2 separate regions of the Zea mays genome follow, and region 1 is linked to region 2. A link is a contact called in public Hi-C data. All regions are on one chromosome and are shown on one strand. The core of a region is the stretch at or near the end of the contact, and the rest is flanking DNA. Distances in the headings are between cores, read along the strand shown.

What was found. Hi-C and Micro-C count contacts between places; a contact is called where the count stands out from the background.
Region 1: a contact with region 2 is called in a Hi-C map of tassel, with 4 times the contacts expected there. The contact joins the promoter of LOC100192706 here to the promoter of LOC100857076 in region 2. A contact is called at or near these places in 2 of 25 Hi-C or Micro-C datasets (ear and tassel).

What each region holds. Positions count from the first base shown.
Region 1 is chr10:29,668,276-29,672,868 of Zm-B73-REFERENCE-NAM-5.0, reverse strand. LOC100192706 reads right to left here and starts at 2,729. Exons shown (of 1, transcript NM_001348751.1): 1 at 1,385-2,729. The coding sequence starts at 2,662. The coding sequence ends at 1,511. LOC100273617 (Mitochondrial import inner membrane translocase subunit TIM22-2) reads left to right here. Exons shown (of 5, transcript NM_001148033.1): 5 at 329-840. The coding sequence ends at 558.
Region 2 is chr10:29,057,750-29,061,971 of Zm-B73-REFERENCE-NAM-5.0, reverse strand. It overlaps LOC100857076, which reads right to left and starts at 2,552. Exons shown (of 2, transcript NM_001254930.1): 1 at 2,242-2,552; 2 at 107-1,061. The coding sequence starts at 2,531. The coding sequence ends at 134.

The DNA of each region.
Region 1 (4,593 bases), core at 1,480-3,979, 610 kb before region 2:
TTATGAGAAACATGCATACTTATGTGATGTCCTTAGTGCCTGACTGACTGTCACGGGTAGAAAGTTGTATGGTTATTATGCTTAACAATTCTGCATTTTGATGTCCTTAGGATGCCTCCATAATCGATTGTGGTTTGTTTCTTATGCATTATGGAGTATCAATGTTTAGATTCCAATTACTCGTATTCTGTTGATGTCCATGTCATACGTTGACTGTTTGCATTCTGTTCAAGTTAATTTGTTATGCTGACTTGTTTTTATTTATTAGAATGATGCCCTGGTGCAGTAATTGTTGAAATCAATATCACATTTTTGTACTGGGTTTCAGGTGCACCACAAACTCTGATTCAGAGCTGCTTGACCTTTGGGACTTTCTCTTACATCATTGAGAAGCTAAACAAGCAGCAACCTGCGCTGGCGCTCCTGCCTGCGACAGGTGTGATGGATCCGAAGGCTGGACAAAGCGTTCTTCCTTCCTTCACACTTCCTCCTCTGGATACCATGGACGAATTTTCTAAGTTCCAAAACTTTTTGTCATCCAAATTTCGGGGAAACTGAGTTATCCTGGTGGAGTGACGCCTAGTTATCTACTCTGGAACGTGTCCTTGTAAATGCGTCAATGGTCAATCTGAGTTTTTTTTCCCCTTGTTTATTCTTCGCCAATGTATGTTTCCAAATTCCAAGGTAGTGTTTTGGTAGTGTTGATGATTCTACCTTGACATATCGAACACAATTTGTAAATAAGGCGAGCAGCTTGTCCTTTGTTCAACTGATTGGATCTTCGGAGTTTTACCCACAGACCGTGCCCCGTAAGAAGGAAGAACATGCACCTTGATTCTTACGAGTGTGTCCTTTGTCATCTTGCCATAGGGGAATCTTCAGAACATCTGTTTCTTAACTGCTCTTTTGCAAGATCTTGCTGGAGTTTGTTGAACTTAGACGCCTCAGTGCAAGTTACTTTCGCATTGGTCACTGCAGCTCTGAGGGACCAGTTTCAGTCTGAATACACTAGTTCTTATGTGTTGAGCGATCTAGACAACAAGAAATGATTCAATCTTCAAAGGAGGCAGCTGAACTGGGACTGTAAATCGCTCTTCAAAGAGATACTGCTGCTCCGTGCTTGTTTGTTTGGTTAGAGGGGATTAAGAGGATTAAATCCCTTTCTATTTAAAATTAAATAGAAAGAGATTTAATCTCTCTCAATCCACCGGGTGGACTATGAAGCCAAGGCTTTCAACCTCTTTTGATTTATGACTAAAAACAATCTGTTCTAGTTTACTGCCTGGAGCTTTTTTTTTTGTTTCTTGAATCTGTATATCCTTAAGACCTTAACTCTTTCTTTAAGTTCTTAATTTAAGCTATAGGGGCTTCGACTCCTCTAGATCCTTAAAAAAAATTACCAGAGATTAGTATTGATCTGATCCATCCATAACTGTATTAGAGTACCGGAGTAGCCCACAGTGACATACTGACATGATATCACCAGAGTCAGGACTGATGTGATGTAAAATTATTGAAGCAGCTGGAAGCGGTGGAGCGCCGGGCGACCGTCGAGGCCTTTCTTGTCGTAGTGCGCTAGGAACTCCGGGACCGTCACGTTCCTGTACAGCGCCCTTCCCGCGCCGTCGCTGTCGTCCGCGGCGATGAGCTCCGCGATGGGTCCATACAGCCTCGTGGATCTCGCGATGTCCGCGTTGCAGAAGCACGCCACTGACACTCTCGCCGTGTCCCTGCTCCGGTTAGCCACCACCCGGTGCTCCACGCTCTTGAACCGCCCGTTGCTGACCAGCTGGAGAAGGTCTCCGACGTTCACCAGGAGCGCGCCGGCCACCGGAGGCACGTCCAGCCACCTGGATGCGAGGAGCGCCTGCAGGCCGCCCTGCGCATGCGAGTCCTGCAGCAGCACGGTCAGGAAGCTGGGGTCCGAGTGCCTGCTGCAGCCCAGGGTGAGGTCCGGTTCCGGGCACGGCGGGTAGTAGTTGCACACCAGGCTGAGGCCCTCCGCGCACCCCATCCCTGCGAGGTGCCCGGGGCTCAGCCCCAGGGCCTCCGAGAGCAGCCCCAGCACGCGCGCCGCCACCTCCCGCACCGCGCCGCCGTACTCCAGCATCACGTGCCTGACGGCGACCGGCAGCTCCTCCGCCCGCGGCGGCTCCGGCGCTGCCTCGCAGAAGAGCGTGTCGCGCCAGTTGGCCGCCGGCGACTGGAACAGATCGAAGTTGGAGTTGAACCGCACCTTGCGACGTGCGTCCCGCGTGTAGTAGGGCCGCTTCACCTCGTGGGGCTCCTCGTTGAACCGCCTCACCGACGGCAGCATCTCGCACAGGAGCTCGCTGGGAACGCCGTGGTTCACCAGCTGGAAGAACCCCACCGTCTCGGCTGCAGCCTTCAACTGGGCGACCACCTCCTCCCGTGCGACTGCGTCCGCCGCCGAGAGGTCGATGACCGGGATAATGCTAAGACTAGTACTGCTGCTACTGCTAGAGGACGATACCTTCGGCCCTTCCTGAAGGAGATGGCCGCGGAAGATGGCAGGGATGGTCGTGACGCCAGCGTCCACGAGGCCCTTGACGCCGGCCTTGCTGTCGTCGAACGCCTTCAGCTCGCTCAAGCGGTCATAGTCGTCGCCACCACCACCAGCGGCTTCTTCCGTGGGGGACATGGCTACCGGCCGGCGATCGAGGCAAAGCTGGATGGATCAAGATGAGATGTCAGTGTGGTTGTTTGGGTGATTCATCACTTTGTCGGCACAGCTTGGAGCCTCGGACTAATGACCTGTTCTGTTTGGTTCCTTTAGTCATTAGACTATAAATTTTAGTGACTAAAGTTTAGTCGCTAAAGTGTTCCGTTTGTTTTCAATGACTAAACCGGACTAAAGAGCATTAATTGCTGTGAATAATGACTGTTTTACCATTATTAATTAATGAATGTTTGCTATAAGAAGAAAGTAAAGAGGGCAAATAAGGTAAAAATACTACTTTAGTCCCTTTTAGTTATCCCTTGGTGACTAAAGAACTAAAGTTTAGTCATTAATTTTAGTCATCATGTTTGATTCTTTATGGACTAAAAATAACCAAACTTTAGTCACTAAACTTTAGTCATACCAAACCAAACAGGGCCTAAGCCGGGTCCAGCGTAGGAGGCATAACAGGTGACGTGCATTACTCTCTCATACGAATAAAATACTCTTAACATTAGATAAGCATCATTTATCATTTAAATAATTTATTATTATTATTATTTTACATTTTAACTTTTTAACTGTACGGTTGCAAAAAGGTATCTTACAAATTTAATATATCTTTGGATAGTTCTCTCATGCAATTTGACTAAAATTTTTATTGTCTTTATTTTTTTAAACAATGTGGCATAATGATTTTTGTTGTTTTACTTGAATAGATACAAACATAGTCTAGATACGTCTTGAATTGAGAGAATTATTAAAAACTTATCACAAAAGGTCATTAGCTCGCCCAATAATGTATCCATCAAATAGTTATACTATAATTTCTCTCGTGCGAATACAATGCCCTCAATGTCAAAGAAATACTATTTTTAGTTTTAGATTCTTTGTTGTACAATTTTTTTTTCCAAATATATCATGATAAACATTTGCCTTACGATCTTTAACAAACATTGCAGAGTTCATCCATACATTTATGATAAATTTTGCAAGGGATTCATTTTTTTTGCAAGGGATGACAAAACATTGTGCACTGTTCTACCCGACTTGACATAAACATTGTATATGTATACCTTCAGCATAGGATTATTTGTGACTTGATATCACAAAAAATCTTTAGCATACCCTGTAACTTTTTCATCCTCCACCAGTAATAACACCCTCTCGTACGAATAACATGCACTCGACATCGGAGAAACGTCATTTGTGGTTTAAAAGGTGATATATTGTTTGGAATTCTGTATATTCGAACTTTGTTTTGCAATCGTATGGTGGCAAAAAGATAAATTACAACCTTACCTTATGCTTTGATAGTTCTCTCACATAATTTGGTTAAATTTTCCATGGTCTTTATTTTTAAGAAACGATGTGACATAATGATGTGTGGCATTTTACTTTAGAGGACATAAACATCGTCTAGGTATGCCTTGAATAGTGAGAATTATTGGAAATTTGGTACCACAAAAGGTCATTTGCTTGTCCAATAATGTTTCCATCCACTAGTTGTACTCTAATATCCTCTTGTGCCAATACAATGCCCTCAATATCATAAAAACACTATTTTTAGTTTTAAAGTGATCTATTGTTTTAAATTCTTTGTTGTACAACTTTTTTCCGAATATATCATAACAAACATGTGCCTTACGATCTCTAACAAACATTGGAGAGCGCTTCCATATATTTTCGCTAAATTTTCCAAGGACTTCATTTTTTCGCAAGGAATAGCCTAATGTTGTGCGCTGTTCTATACGACTTGACACAAATATTGTATATGTATACCTTCAATATAGGTGATTATTTGGGACTTGACATCACAATTTTTCTAGCATACACTGTAAATTTTCATCCTCCACCAGTATTAAAATACCTTCTCGTGCGAATAGAATGCCCTCGACATCAGAGAAACATCA
Region 2 (4,222 bases), core at 1,303-3,802:
ATAGCAATGTCAAGGATGCAAAAATACTAATCTTGACGTATAAGTATATATGTATAGTTGTATATATATGCATGTATATATGTACTACTCCTTCCATTGATCGCCAGCTGGAGATGCAACACGGCCCTCCCAATCATTCAACTTGGAAATCAAGAAAAGGCAAGGATGACACATCTTTCATCAGCTCCTCCAGGTCCCACTCCCCATGCATGACATTCCTGCTCATGTACTGCTGGCGGGCCCCCTCCCAGTAGACATTATTGCTGCCACTGTTCACTTGGCTGATGGTGTTGGTGGTGTTGTCCTTGGTGGTGGTGTCTGTGACGTTGCTCTCATTGTTGCTCAGTGTCGTGGTAGTCGTAGTATCAGTAGTGTTGCTGCTGCTGTTGTTTTTAGGGTTGTTGTTACCACTTGATGCCATCAAGGTCTGGCCTTGGTCTTGCTCTAGCGCTGCTGACATGGGCTCTAACAGCAGAGGGGGCACACCAAGCATGCCTTCGCCAGATATGAAGCATCCACCGCTTCCTTCCAATGCCACCGTCGTCGTCGTCGTCGTCATTCCATGGTGACGAGGAGCGCTGCCGTAGTAATAACCACCACCGTGCAATGCGGCAACTTGGTGCTTGAACGCTGGCGCCGCGTGGCCATGAAAGAACCCTCCCGTGTCGGCCACAACACCACGGACCTGGTCAGGGAAGGGGACGAGACCTCCATAGCTCCCGCTGGCCACGGCCGCTGCCATCGTCGTCGTCGGCCTCTGAAACTGATGCATTGGCGAGGTCGACGAGGTACAAGAGGAGGATGAGTCCACCATCCACAAACCTGCAGTCGTCGTCGTCATTGCGTGGTGGTGGCCACCGTCCTGATGATCTAGGACGGAAAGATCCGGGCAGCTACCGGCGGCGGCGACCTTGTTATTAGGCTCCGGCGACGCGCAGTCCGTAGCTGCTGGTGACGAAGCTGCCGAGCTGTTCTTGAGCCGCTTCTTGATGGTGGAGTTCCAGAAGTTCTTGATCTCGTTGTCGGTGCGCCCCGGCAACCGGGCAGCAATCTGAGACCACCTGGAATATAATGTCGCAAGTGAGGGTTGATTTCACAGTAAGCAAACGATCGATCCAGGATCTTTCTGTCAGAGAGAAAGTGTCATGCGTACGTACGTACGTCCATTTTTTACATACATACATAAATTGCGCGTCAACATCACGCAGCTAGCTATATGTTTTGATATGCATATAACCGAAAAATGCATGCATGATGCTCAGTAAAGGAATTAACGGGCAGTATCGCTCGAGCTCGATCGGTGTCCTTTTGAGCGACTTTTAGCCTCTATCTAGGTTTTATCAGCCTCATGGACGAAATTTATTCATTTCATGGGAAATAACATCAAACACCACCCAAAAAATAAATCATGCACATATATATGGAATATTATTATTGAAAAATGATGTACTACGTACATGTACACATATATGCACTATTGACATATATTAGTTAGGTCACCGATATATTAATTACTAGCTAGCTTTTAGGTAAATATTCATGCTAATATAATGATGTTAAGTATGGGATCTACCTACGTAAAAACATGCATTTATCAACACCTAGAACAGAAACCAAATAAATAGTTCCTCGCTCCTATAACCTAGCTAAACATTGCACCTTATAGTCGTTAGTAATTTTTGTTTCGGTATATTATATTATATTCTTTTATCCCTTTTACCTCTGCTTGGGGGAATTTCCCTGGATTTTTGTCTTTAAAAAAAATCTTTGACATTAAGAAAAACATAAAACCTAGCGATCACAGTGAATTGCAACTAATTGATCTTCCTACGTGAGTCACAACGTTAACGTATGTGTCACTCATTGTAAGGATGATAGAGGCCCGTATTTTGGCCAGACACATTATAGTGACATGCAATAATTATACTTATAAAGCTATCTCGTCACTCGTTGAAAATTTTCTACTTCACAGGCGCGTGCCAATTTTCTGAGGGCGAGTGAAAACTTCATCTATGTAGGAAATCTGAATGTGAACAATGCAACTACATATGTAGGAGATCTCTAGGCTAGCCAATTCAAAATAGCAAATAAGTTTTTTGATCAACAAAGAACAAAATAAGTTTTAAAAATTGACTGCGAAATAATAAAAGTGTGCTTGCGAAGCGAGATAATCATCAACACCCATAAATTAAAACTCTCCATATATATACTGCAGGTACGTGTATGCTCGCGTATAGCTACCTGTTTCCCAGGATGGCGTGGAGGCTGACGATGAGCTCCTCCTCCTGCGGCGAGAAGGCGCCGCGCTTGAGGTCCGGCCGGAGGTAGTTGATCCACCGGAGGCGGCAGCTCTTGCCGCACCGCTGCAACCCGGCGTTCCGGGCCACATCGCTCCAAGAACCCTGTCCACTCCGCAGCATGTACGCCACCAGCCTCTCGTCCTCCTCCGGCGACCACAGCCCCTTCCGCAGCTTCGCGGCCGCCGCCCCCGCATTGCTGCTGTTCGCCGCTGGGCACTCCGGTTTCCTCATTGCCGTCCTATAGCTGGGTACGACGTACACGTTAGTTATTACCCAGCTAGATAGCTAGCTAGCTGCAGAGATATAGCTAGTGCCGCTAGGGAATGTGCATGTGGCGATCGATCTGGCTGAAAGCAGAGCGGTGTGTAGGTGTCGAGAAGATAACGAGGAAATGGACCTGAGTGTGTGTATATATATTTGATGATGATGATGTGTTCGAGCGTTGTATGGAGTGAGGTGAGGAACGATGAAGGAAGACGAGAGAGAGAGCAGCGAGGCGGGAGGAGGGTGCAGGAGAGAGAGGACATGATGGTGATGGTGATGTGGGTGTGTGTGTGCTTTGCTTAAAATTTGGACAATGAGGAGAGCTGCAGGAAGATCGACAAACAGCGAAATTGCTAGGCTCACACGCCCTCCGCAGTTTTGGAGTTTCGCTTTGGCTTGGGTGCTAGTATTATTGCTCAACTTTCATCTGTTCCAATCAGTGTTCACAATTTCGTTTAGGGTAAACCGAATTTCGTTTTGTTAACCAAAATTTGACTCTTGTAATTTTATACTTTGAATCGGAATCTAGTTTAAACCGGTCCAAAATTCCTTTTTCGCTTAGTAGCGAAAACAAAAAAAATGACCTAGTTTCGGTGATTTCGGAGCGAGAAATTAAACGCTGGTTCCAATTCAGGTTTCAGCACCAATTTAAATTCCTAATAAATAAATAAAACTCACTTTTAATGTGCCGCAATAAACTCATTAGAGGATCATAACTCACAATTTGATATCAGCCCTCTCTAGCACACCAACATATATGCATGGTATGGCGTATTCGGTATGCCCATCTCCTCTTTTCTGTGGCTGCCTCGCCGATGTTGAGGAGTGAGACTCTTCTTCATCTAGTCTAGTCGTAGTAGTTAGAGTTTAGATTAAATAAATTATGCCATATACGCTAATGAATGACATCGTCTTTGTCAATTCCTTGTTATGTCTTCTTTCTTGTAGACAATTCCAATATGAATCTCTATCTAAGCATTCAGTCCACATATTTTCCATAACATTTCTTTTGTAGGATTGATGACATTACTAAGGGGTGAAAACGGTCGGTAAACACTAAAATCATTTCCATTTTCATATTTTTCTTTCGGAAATAAAATCGAAAACGATAACTCAGGAAACGGAAACGACAGCGGTAATTCAGAAACATCGAAAACGAAAGTTCGATACAAAAAACACATCGGTTACGGTCGGGATATAAAATACACCGGTAAAAATCGTAACATGTAACCTCAGTTGACTTAAAAATTCACACAAGTCATAAAGTTTGTAATAATATTTAAATATTCACAAGTTCATAAAGATAAAAGCATACACTACCGGAATCCGAGGCTTTGCCGAGTGTTGCATTCTTTGCCGAGTGCATTTTGTCGGGCACTCGGCAAAGACGGCTTTGCCGAGTGCCGCACTCGGTAAAGTTAGGCTCTCGGCACAGAGCCCCTTTACCGAGTGCTGAACACTCGGCACAGTACGACACTCGGCAACGACAAGTTTGCCGAGTGTCCAACGCTCGGCAAAGAGGGCTCTCGGCAAAGGGCCGTCAACGGCCGTCCCAAAGCTGACGGCCGTCAGTCTTTGCCGAGAGCCAAAGTCTGGCACTCGGCAAAGAGGCTTCTTTGCCGAGTGTCTAACAGCTAGCACTCGGCAAAGCTGCCTTT